Linked DNA regions of Ovis aries: region 2 is linked to region 1. Evidence: chromatin contacts called from public Hi-C data. All regions are on one chromosome and are shown on one strand. Each heading gives the region's core, a stretch centred on a gene start, on an enhancer-like site or on the middle of the called end of the contact. The rest is flanking DNA. Distances are from core to core; before and after follow the strand shown.

The links. A called contact is a pair of places that touch in the nucleus more often than the background predicts.
Region 2: a contact with region 1 is called in a Hi-C map of retroperitoneal adipose tissue, with 4 times the contacts expected there. The contact joins two enhancer-like sites. A contact is called at or near these places in 14 of 16 Hi-C or Micro-C datasets (blood, hypothalamus, liver and 6 more).

The regions. Positions count from the first base shown.
Region 1 is chr18:43,272,944-43,278,867 of ARS-UI_Ramb_v3.0, reverse strand. It overlaps PRORP (protein only RNase P catalytic subunit), which reads right to left. Exons shown (of 8, transcript XM_012098802.4): 6 at 603-751. Among named protein-coding and RNA genes, the nearest start is that of PSMA6, 31 kb to the left of the region's middle. Within about 2 kb of position 3,312, at least 3 of the 54 cell types and tissues checked have an H3K27ac peak or open chromatin away from gene starts, as enhancers often do.
Region 2 is chr18:43,407,845-43,413,768 of ARS-UI_Ramb_v3.0, reverse strand. No RefSeq gene overlaps it. Among named protein-coding and RNA genes, the nearest start is that of NFKBIA, 13 kb to the right of the region's middle. Within about 2 kb of position 3,033, at least 3 of the 54 cell types and tissues checked have an H3K27ac peak or open chromatin away from gene starts, as enhancers often do.

The DNA.
Region 1 (5,924 bases), core at 2,063-4,562:
TTGATCATTGCCTGTTTATCTGTTTACCTGTCTACTGTTACGTTCCAAGATGACAGGGACTTGGTTTTGTTCACTGGTGTTTCTCTGAGAACACAGATGGTGCTCGTATTTGCTAAATATTTGTTAAATGATCTGTTCAGGAATCTATGGCATGCATTCTGTGTACTAATCTCATTTGGGTTTTAACTTATTTCTCCTTTTTGGCTTCCCTGGTGGCTCAGATGGTAAAGCGTCTGCCTGCAATGCGGGAGACCCGGGTTCAATTCCTGGGTCAGGAAGATCCCCTGGAGAAGGAAATGGCAACCCACTCCAGCACTCTTGCCTGGAAAATCCCATGGACAGAGGAGCCTGATAGGCTACAGTCCATGGGGTCGCAAAGAGTCGGACACGATTGAGCAACTTCACTTTCACTTTATTTCTCCTTTAAACTGATTTCTCATCTATTTAAGTTTATCCTGCTATAAAAACTATATTTTTATAAATTTTTTTTTTTGAATGAGGCTGAGTATACTCACACACACATGCACTTTAAAAACAGAAAAACAGGTAACAAGCAGATGACTGGAGCCTAGTGTAACTCACTTAATAACTTCAATACCTACATGTTGTCAGCGAAAAAAAAGCTGGCTTGCTTTTGCATCTTTTCCATCTCAACTCTTCTCCACCGGGAATTCTGCGTTAACATATGCTTCCGGCCCAGGACCAGCACTTGAAGATTCTGCTTGGCGAGATGAGAGACCACATTCAAGAGCTGAAAAACACAAAGTCAGTCCCCAAGAAAGTCAGGGAAGAATCTCAAGTAAGGGGAGTGATTCTGCTAGATGGTAATCTCAATGGGTCCAACAGTCTTTTCTGGTAAGAGGTGAGAAAACATTCCTTAACAGTCTTTTCTGGTAAGAGGTAATTGCCCATCTTTGTAAATAAACCGGAGGAAAATGCTTCCATGTTACAAATGATTATCTAACACCTGCCCACTGGCCAGGCTACATGGGATACCTGGGGAGGTTTCTAAGCATAGACAAGATGAGCCATTTTAAAAATGTGTTCTGTAGGGCCCACTGGGAGAGAGGTAGGGGAGCTAAGAAGGATGGGGTTTGGTTCCTGTACACTCCCAACCCTGTTTCAACCCAAACAGCTCAGTTTTTGTCACTTATATATTGGTATTCTGCATAGATTTTTATTTAAATAAAGGATGGCTCAGATGGTAAAGAATCTGCCTACAATGCAGGAGACCTCAGTTCAATCCCTGGGTCAGGAAGATCCCCTGGAGAAGGGAATGGCAACAGTTAGGAGCCTAGCAGGCTATAGTCCATGGGGTTACAATGAGTCAGACACGACTGAGAGACTAACGCTTTTATTAAAAGTTTGTAAATGGCTGGAATAGATATTTCTTTTTTTTTTTTACTTAAGGTTTTTTAACTTTTAACTTTGTATTGGGATATAGCTGATTAACAATGTTGTGATAGTTTCAGGAGAACAATGAAGGGATTCAGCCATATGTATACATGAAGATATTGAATTTTCAGTCAACTTTTCCACATCATGATTCTGCTAAGATTGCTACTTTTCACTGAAATCCCTCTTTCCTCCAAAAGGTCTGTCAACTTTCATCCTCCAGCTTATTTTCCACTCAGTGAATTTACCCCATATTCTTCCCATTTCCCACATGTCTTGTGTGCACACGGATTCCTCTTAAAAGTTTGACGTGGGATTTTTAGTAACTCCTACACTTTGGTGAGCTTATTTACATTCAATCTTTCATAAGTAAAAGTCTATAGACTACTTTCATGTACAACCTATTAAACTAAGCTATAAATGAATATTACTAAGTGTAATATGTAAAAGCTAATAAAATATTTTAACTTAAGTTATATAACAGTGCATCAGAAATATAAAAGTTCTATAATTTATAAAAACTCCAGGGCCTCTGAAAATCACAAGTTGAAAGTCATTGAAGAAATCCTTAATTTTCTTGGGTCTTGGTTAGAAAGGCATTTATTTTAGCCTAGCTTTCCCTAACTCAAATTTATTCCCATGTAGACTTTCAGGATATTAGTTAAAATTCTTTACTCAATAATTTTTCATTCATTTATTTGGTCAGTTGTCAAATATTGCTTGAGTACCTGTTAGTCTAACACACATGGATTCTCTCAGTTAGTCTAATAATGAATTAGCGAGAGCTGAACTTTTAAGTACTGTTTAATGCTTTGGATTTATATGTATTTTTGGCCCATTCTACCCCATTACTAATCTTATTATTTTAGGAAACAGTAGTTAGTTATATGATCTCTAATTCTTAGTTCTAGAATGAATGGACAGAATGAACACAAGTTGGCCACTGAATGTGAGCAGAGAAGTGTACCAATACCACTGTGAGGACTCTGACCCAAAGCTTTACAACCAGAAAAAGTTATGAGTAATGGCTTCTCTGTTCACTCAACAGTTATTTCCCAGAACTCTCCATGTATAAGGCACATAGTAGGTATTATAGCTTACGAAGTTTTGGAAGATATGGCCCCTGACTTCAGCGAGGGAGTGCCTAATAATTTTCTTATCCAACTCTCAAGCCTGGAAAGATGTATATGCTGGTTCCACATATACTGAATGGTTAATAGACATTTTCTGATTAGCTGAAGAAAACGCCTACCTCTATTGTGAAATACAAAATGCCTACCTTTATTACTGAAAACTTGAAAAATATAGGCAAGAAGAAAAGTGAAAGAGGAAATCACTTATAACCTCACTACCCAAAGATCTAACTCTATTTGCCAGTCTATTTATCCTAAGCATTTTTATATAATCTTACAAGGTACTATTTTAAAAGCTGGGTTGGTAATCAAACATCTTCACTATGGAAGTTTAGTTCAGGGATTCAAACACCTCAAAACATTGAGAATGAATCTCCTTCAAAATGCACTTACAAATTTTCTTCTTAAAGCTATGCTGAGATTACAGATTATTTTCAATGAGCCCAGACAAAAAATGGCAACTGAATTCATTAAAAGGAATGACAACTGCTTTCTAAAAACTCCTGTATGAATTCCCATAAAGTTATTCTCAATATAAAACAAAAAAAAATCAAACAAAACCAATTTTTGATACTGATTCCATATACATGAGAAGACATGGCTTAAAGAAATACACAATTGGGTCTTCACATCTGTGTGTGTGTGTGCTTAGTCATTCATATCTATACCTCGGTTTAAATAAACAGCCTTGAATTTACTAATATTAAGTTAAAGACAGGGGCCCAAAGAAGAACAGAAAGGGCTTAGGTTAGCTTGAACAACTCTGGGGCACCATCGTGTGGCCGAAAGGTCTCGGCTAGCAGCAGCTCTCTGGTAATGATGCAAACAAGGGAGAATAAAGACACAGGAAAGAGAGATGAGTGTACGGGATGGAATAGAGGCATTTGCCTGAAACTCTATAGCAATCTAGCTATGAGCCTACTTCCTGTGAGGTAAATTCCAAGACTGGATCCAATGGGCTGGCCCAGAGTCATAGATATACTTAGAATAGTAAAGAAAAAGAAAAGTGACCTTAATTCTATGTTAGATCAAAAATAAAAATGGGAGAAATTTCTACTTCTGGGAAAACGGAGTGGATGTACTCTTCCCTATTTCTTCCACTATGTACAACTAAAACCCTCAGATGTTTTGTATATAAAACAAATGCAAGACTTTGTAGAGATAAAAAGGCAGACTGGCTAGGGACCTTGGGATTTCCTTTTCGCCTCATATATCCTCCTATACTTGGAAATCAAGAAGCCAGCAACCTGGAAATGTCATGGATACAGACAAAAAAGACCAATAAAGGCCGGTTCTCTCTAGCCAAAGGACTAGAAAAGACGCAGTCTAGCAAGACTGAAAACCTGTTAAAGTGATAACACCAGCAGACTGATGTTACATGTGTGTGCGTGTGTGTATACATATGTGATGCTTTCAGCAACCATTAAAAATGCTATGCAAAGATATATATTCAAAAACACTATGATTTTTTTTTAAAGCCAACTATAGACACATAAAAATGGAATTCTAAGAAAAGTTCAAGCAACCCACAGGAAGGCAGGAAAAATAAAACAGAAATAGGAAAGAATGGTAATAGAAAACAAAAAATAAAATGGCAGACATAATGCCTAACATATGAATAACAACATAAAATATAAAGCATTTTAATACATCAATGAAAAGACAGGGCACATATCAGAATTTTATTCATTTTTAAGGCTGAATAATATTCCATTGTATCTATATACAACATCTTATCTATTCATGTCCATGGATATTTGGGTTGTTTCTAAAACTTTCCTTCCTGAACTTATCCTATAATGAGGAATATTGATCATAGCTATCTTGCTTGGGAAACCAGCATAGGACTTCTATAATGTCTGCAGATGTCAGATCCTAAAGGCTTTAGAGTTCTGAAGATCTACAGTCCATAAAACCCAGGAAGTTCCAGAGACTGCAGAGGGGGAGGTAAAAAGTTAAAAGACTAGGGAAAGGAAGTTACACTTGCTATTTAGGGTTATTCAGAATAGCTCTTGCTCTCATGACCCTCTCCCACCTCTTAGGCAGCTTTTCTACTTCCTGAGCATCCCTACCCACTTATTTCCAACACATGTAGCTCGGCCAATTGTATTTTTACCCTAAGCTCAGGAACTACTGTTCAGGTTTACACCAAAAGTAAGTCATGTATGAGTAATGTCACTTATGAATTAAAAAAAAGAAAAACTTCTTATCTATTCCTACTAGAGATAAACCAAATTAGAACAGAAGCCAAGCCAAATATTAAGCTGCAATCTGTGTTTACTCTTCTGGTTTTTGGAGAATTATCCTTTAGACATCGTAAAGAGCAATGTGGGAGCGAGCATGGTGAGAATGGATCTCAGCTTAACCTTGAGGTGCCAAGTACCTGGAGTTCTGGAAGCAATTTGGAATTTGAGATATTCTCCAGAATCAGCTGTACTATGTATTTTGCTCTGCTGTGTGGTTCAGACTCCAGACCCCTTGGGCAGGTCCAGAACTGTCCTCACCATCTCTGGATTCTCCAGGTTGAGAACTTCCCAGAGTGGATCTCAGCTTCTCTTGTCAGAACTGCCCTGAGCTCAAGGAAACCCGTCCACAGCTCTCATTTAAACCGAATCCCTGCTCAGAGTCTCAAGGGGAGAACCGCCTCCTCTACGACATCGACCATTCTGTACACATGGATATTTGTCACACACTGCTTGATCCTTCCTATGAAGGCCTAGTTTGGTCTTGGATGAACCTTGAAGATAAGTCAGACACAAAAGGACAAATTTTATACGATTTCATTTATATGAGTTACCTAGAGGAGTCAATCAGAGACAGAAAACAGAATGGTGTTTGCCAGGGGCCAGAAGAGAGGTGAATGAGGAGATACTGTTTAACGGTACAGAGTTTCAGTTCAGGTGATGTTCTGGTGATGGGGATGGTTGCCCAACAATGTAAACTGCTTAACGCCACTGAATGGTACACTTGAAAATGGTTAAAATGATACACTGTATGTTATGTACATTTTACTACAATAAAAGTTTTATTACCAAAAATTTTAAACATAAACAAAAGTAAGCAGAATAGCATAATGTGCCCATCATCCAGCTTCAGTAATTATCAGCTCATGGCCAATCCAATTTCATCTATATTTCTACCAACTTCTGCTTTGGATTATTCTGAAACAAATCCTAGACATCACATCAACTGTGAATATGTCAATGTATTTGTAAGTATAAGGACTCTTAAAAAAATAAGCATAACACCATTATCACATCTAAAAATATTAATAATTCCTTAATATCAAATATACAATCAACATTTATATTTCTCTAGGTTATATTGCTTTTTAGTTTAAAAAAAATCAAGATTTAAAATAACTCCATACACTGTGATTGTCTGACTACCATTAAA
Region 2 (5,924 bases), core at 1,784-4,283, 140 kb before region 1:
GAGTGTAGAATAAATTTATTTCACACACGTAAAGTCTCAAAAAACTTACACCCAACTTACATCCCTTTACCAAAGGGATAGCAGGGGATGGGGGAGTGTAAATTAGGATCCTGGGATTAACATATATACATTACTGCATATAAAATAGGTAAACAACAAAGACCTACAGTATAGCACAGGAAACTATACTCAATATCTTATAATAACTTACAATGGAAAAATATGAAAAAGAATATATGTATATACATATATATGTATATATATATAACTGAATCACTTTGCTGTATACTAACACAACATTGCAAATTAACTATACTTCAATTTTTAAAAATTTACATCCCAACCATTCTTTCTTAGCACACTACTATATGACAAAAGTTAGCCCTTAACTGCTACTATGAGGTATCATGTATTTTTTCCAAACTCTTCACAGAACTGATTACAAACCCCCTCAGGAAGGGACCACAGTTTATATTTCAACAGGATTTTGAGACTGTATTTGTACCACAGCAGAGATTCAGTACCTGTTATTTATTCCAGAGGTATTACAAACAGTAAGTGAATCTTCCATTAGCAGAGAGAAGGGGAGGAATGGAGTCAGTTAGGACATGGGGAGTGCTAAGGCTCATTTCTGCAGCTCTTCACCCAGCAGCCCTCCATTAACTGGTCTCACCTAGTCTAGCCAATTTTACCTCTAGTTCTTGCCAACACACACTTTCCCAGAAATAATCATTATTAATATTCTCCATGATAAGCAGTCATATTTAATTATAGAATTAAAAACGTGGGCAGTATCTCTTGCTTAAATTTCAAAAATCTTCTTGGAATCAGACAACAAATAGCTGTGCCCCACTTCCAAGGAAAGATGGTCTCTGCAGTTCCACTAAATCCCGGTAGGTGGCGCTGGCACAGTACAAACCAGTTCCAGTTTGCCCTTGTTTATGGAAAGAATCTATCTTCTTTTGCCAATAAGGTTATAAAATGTATTTTTAGTGTGACTTGATGGGCCATAGCTGTAACTTAACAATATCGGAATCAAATTCTGATACCTAATCAAACGGACGTAAGCTCTATTAGATTTCGATTAGCATTCATTCTGATTTGATTATAAGGCTTCAACCATTCAAATGGCTAATAAGGAGACATTTAGATAATTGCAGCTGTCTGGGGTTATTGCATTTGCTATCATTTCCACAGAGTGATTCATGTACAGACTGGGCCATAAAAGTTGTTTTTGTTGGTGGAGACAAGAAACGAGGGTTTATTGGGGTGGGGGCACTGTGAAACATTTTGCTGTTGTGGTCTGGCATTTGGGATTGTTTTTTCTTTTTCCTTTTTTTTTTTTTTAATGGCATTGTTTTTTAATTAGAAGGGAAATACGAGTGTAGGGTGCTTGCCATTTAGCTGTTTTCCAAAAAGGTAGTCTCAATTCTGCATCCACAATACTGTTTCATTTGGCAAAAGAAGAGAGACATTGGCCAAGTTTCCTTTTCCTCTCTTTTAATTGAACTGACTTTCATTTGAACTGAGCAGATTAACCACATCAAAACTCAGCTCCCGCACAAAGGCCTTCAGTAAGTATAACTGGGGTCTCTCTTCTCACTTAATGTCCTTCCTAGGTGCAAACTGGAGGTGTTTTACCAAAGCTGCTAGACCACTTAGTGAGGATATTGAGACACACTTTAAATATAAAAGGAGTACTTGAACTAACTGACCTTCAAGGTCACTTCAGCCCCCACCACCTAAGATTCTAGAGATCAACAAAAAATGCCCCTGTGCCAAAGAGCCCCCAGACTCCAGGAGTGGGACAGGTCATCTAAGCTCCTAGAGCATCCCACATGTGGTATATTTTTCTGGATGGGACAGAGTTGCTGTTCCAGAGAGGTGGGGAAACTCACCCTTTACGCTACATGGGCCACTAAGAGCCTGAAATTCAAGTCTGGAAAGAAAAGTCATCAGTGAAAACTCATTTGTTCTTAAATCCAATACTTAATCATTTTTACCCACAGATAACTTACTAATTTGTCAATATTAGTATTAGCTTCAAAACTATATTCCACTCAAGGAAACAGATATATACTCTGAAGACTCAAAACCAAATTGTGAGGGGAGCTTAGAATTCTCTTTTGTTCTGCTAGAAAATACGTCTCATGTCCCGACATGAAAACATAAATTCTCATAAATATTCCTCTATTCTCAGAGGCCTAGGATATAACCCCCCAGACTCCAGGACTACATCTTTCTGGTCTTGCGTGTTGCGGCAGGACCTAGTCTGAGACTTCACAGACCACAAACACCTTGCTGTGCTATAGATCCAATCCTATTCGAGGTCAGACTGTATGTGTGAGAATGTAAGAAAAAGCAAAGCTTTCTTAGCACAATGTTCCATCAAGCCTAATAGTTTGCCTTCTATACATTCGAATATAAATTCAATAATCTTCCAGAAAGACAAACATCCTAGGCTGTCCTTTAAAGCATTGGGTTTTTTCTTTCCCCAATACAGGTGGTTGTGGGGTGGGCCAGGATCCAAAAGTCTTGACCATAAAAAGAATGCAGACTGACAAACTGAAGGTCTGAGCCACCGCCCAAGACTCCTGTGGGTGGGGTCCGTTTTTCCCAGAAGTGCGGACAATGTCATTTGTAATACAGAAAAAATGTGGCACACACTGCCAGGGCAATTCTCTCAGCATTGAGTGAAGAGATGGGGGTGGGATAGGGCATGAATGAGGAAGGCGGGATGGGGCCGTGCATAGACACATGGAGAAGGTGATCAGAGAAACGCATGTCCTCCTAGGCCTGTCTCTGCAGACCGGCCTGTGGGCAATTGTTTGGAGAAGAAAACAAGCAGCTGAGCAAACTCCTTAGCCGCTCTGTGGAGGGAATTTCTATAACCCTTCAGTATCCCTAGAGCCAGAGCTCAAGTTTGGGACCTAATGTTCCCTTAGCAATAGATAATACGGTTTAGTCCAAGAGAAATGGAGTAACTTTTTAGGGAGGAATTTCCTAAATGTGAAAAATCCTTTCCTAAGATCCCAGCATTGACCTGGCTTTCTGAGATCTCTGACTTCATTTCCTATTGCTCTTCCCCTGACTCACTCCACTTCACCCACAGTGCCTCCCTGCCGTGTTTCCAAGAGGGCCCACCTCAGGGCCTTTGCACTCACCCAGCTCACTCTCTCCCTTCCTTCAGGTCTTCGCCGTTGCCCTCTCCTCTTCCCAGCCACCCTGCTTAAAATTTCAATATGTCCTGCTGCCCTGACATTTCTACTCCTTTCTCTGACTTCATTTTTCTCTTAAACACCCTCACTAGTGTAGTCTATATTTTACTTATTTATCTGGTATATTTCTGTCTCCTAAACAAGGTAAGCTCCCTGAGGGCAGAGTTTTGGACTGTATCTCCCATGCCAAGAAAAGTCTAGAACAGCGTGCGCACTCAGGGCAGAGCTTTGAATGAATCAAGTCCAGTTCCATATTCATACTTTCCACAGGGACACTGACTCACATGAATTTCTTTCCAAGTGAATTACTATCCTGAGAGTTTCTTAGAGAACGGTCAAGCATCCTGGGAAACCCAGCTGCTTTCTAAAATCCTCCCTACTTTTAAGTGTTCAGAAGCATCTAGAGCAGTGGTTCTCAAAGTGTGGTCCCCGGCCAGAAGCAATAAAGGACTTAGAGCTTGTAAGAAAGACATTTTCAAGCCCTACCCAGGACCTACTGAACAAAGATCTCCAGAGGTGGGGGCATGGGAGAAGGGGGGTGAGGCAATCTAGTTTTAAAAGCCCTCTGTTGACTCTAAGGCAAGCTGCAGTTTGAGAACTAACCACTGAGTAAACAGCGGAGGGCTAAATTATCTAGAGATATGGATTCTAGTCCTGGTCGACTTAGTTGTGTGACCTAAATTGGTCACATCCAACATCCCTTAGCTGGGTACATCCCTTAACCTCATCGACCTTGTCTCTTCACCTACAAAATAAAATAGCTGCTAGATTTTTCTTCCATGATTTCAATGTACTACTGGTAAATCTTGCAATCACAGCCCTGAAGGACCTCTTTACTTAACCTTATAAATGTGTATTTGAAGTAATTCAACATTCTATCATAAGGAAAACTTTATTTTCTTTCAATCTGGCCTTTTCTCAAGTTTCCTGAATTGGTGAGCAATCTGTACAGTCACACAATCTTGCCACACTGGACTCCTCTTCCAATGACCATCTTCTCATACCTCTCGCCTTTTTCAGCTTCTGGGACAGCCCCTCTTCCGATTTCCCTCCCGTCTCTTGAGCTGTTCTCAGATTTTTTGCTGGCTTCTTACCCTCAGTTTCTTAAGTGCTGGTGTTCGCATCTTGATTCTTAGAATCTACACGCAATTCTGGGTGACTTTGTCTTCACCCTGACTTCAGCTATTTCTCAAGTAAGCTGACGACTCCCAAATATTTTATTCTCTTAGAAATCTCCACATTTCTAGGTCCCCTGAGATTAAAACACCCAACAGAGAACCCATCACTTCCCCCACCCACTCTTCTTCCAATTTCCCCACTAAGCAGCCCAGGTCAGGAACTAGAAGCTCCTGATGCCTCCTTCTCTCTCCTTGCCTCTCATCCTCTCTGTCCCCACTCTGGGATCTCTTTAGCCATCTCTTTCCTCACTTCCCAGTCACTGCCTTTCACTGGCCGCCAGCTTCATGCCTAATCCTCTCCAGTCTGTTTGCCACACTGTCCCCCAAAGCACACTGATGGCAGCCACCACGTAAACCCCCCAGGGACCTTCCTGGTGGTCCAGCAGTTGGGACTCTGCACATCCACTGCAAGGGGCCTGGGGTCAGTCACCAGGTGGGGAACTAAGATCCCTCATGCTGCTCGGTGCAACCAAAAAAAAGAAAAAAAAGTTTTTAATTTAAACAAAACCCCCCAGGGGCTCTCCATAGGTTTCAAGGCACTGTTCCAGCTTCTCTGCTCAGTCACATGGATCTGCCTCATCTCCTTCCTGCCCACACTCTTGTCTCCCCGCCCCACACCAGCCCACGTGCAACTGCTTGTTTCACATTTGGGCGCTTCTCCACAGACTCCACCTTCTCCTGGGCCTTCTCCCCACTTTTCTGACTGACTTTCACTTGTCCCTTAAAACCTGTCCTTTATCATCTCACACCTGTCAGAATGGCCATCATCAAAAAGAACACAAATAACAAATGCTGGGGAAAATGTGGGAAGAAGGGAACCCTTTCACACTGCTGGTGGGAATGTAAATTGGTGCAGCCACTATGGAAAACAGTATGGGAGGTTCCTCAAAAAACTGCAGACAGAGTTACCATATGACCCAGCAATTCCACTCCTGAGTATACATCTGAAAGGAAGAAAAACACCAATTTGAAAAGATACATGCACCCCAATATTCACAGCAGCATCATTTACAACTGCTAAGATTTGGAGGCAACCTAAGGGCCCGCAACAAATGAAGGGATAAAGAATATGTGGTGTATATATATTTTTTGTCGTTTAGCCGCTAAGTCTTATAGGACTTTTTGTGTCCCACAGGCTTCCCTGTCCTTCACTATCTCCTAGTATTTGCTCAAATTCATGTCCATTGAGTTGATAATGCTAACTAACCATCTCATCCTCTGCTTCCCCTTCTCTTTTTGCCTTCAAATTTTCCCAGCATCAAGGTCTTTTCCAGTGAGTCGGCTCTTCATATCAAGTGGCCAAAATAGTGGAGCTTCATCATTAGTCCTTCCAATGAATATTCAGAGTTGATTTCCTTTTAGGACTGATATATATGTGTGTGTGCGTGCATATATATATTCCATATATATGGAATACAACCCAATGGAATACTACTCCATCAGGAAAAAAGAATGAAATTTTGCCATTTGTAACAACATGGATGGACTTGGAGGGTATTATGCTGAGTGAAATAAATCAGACATAGAG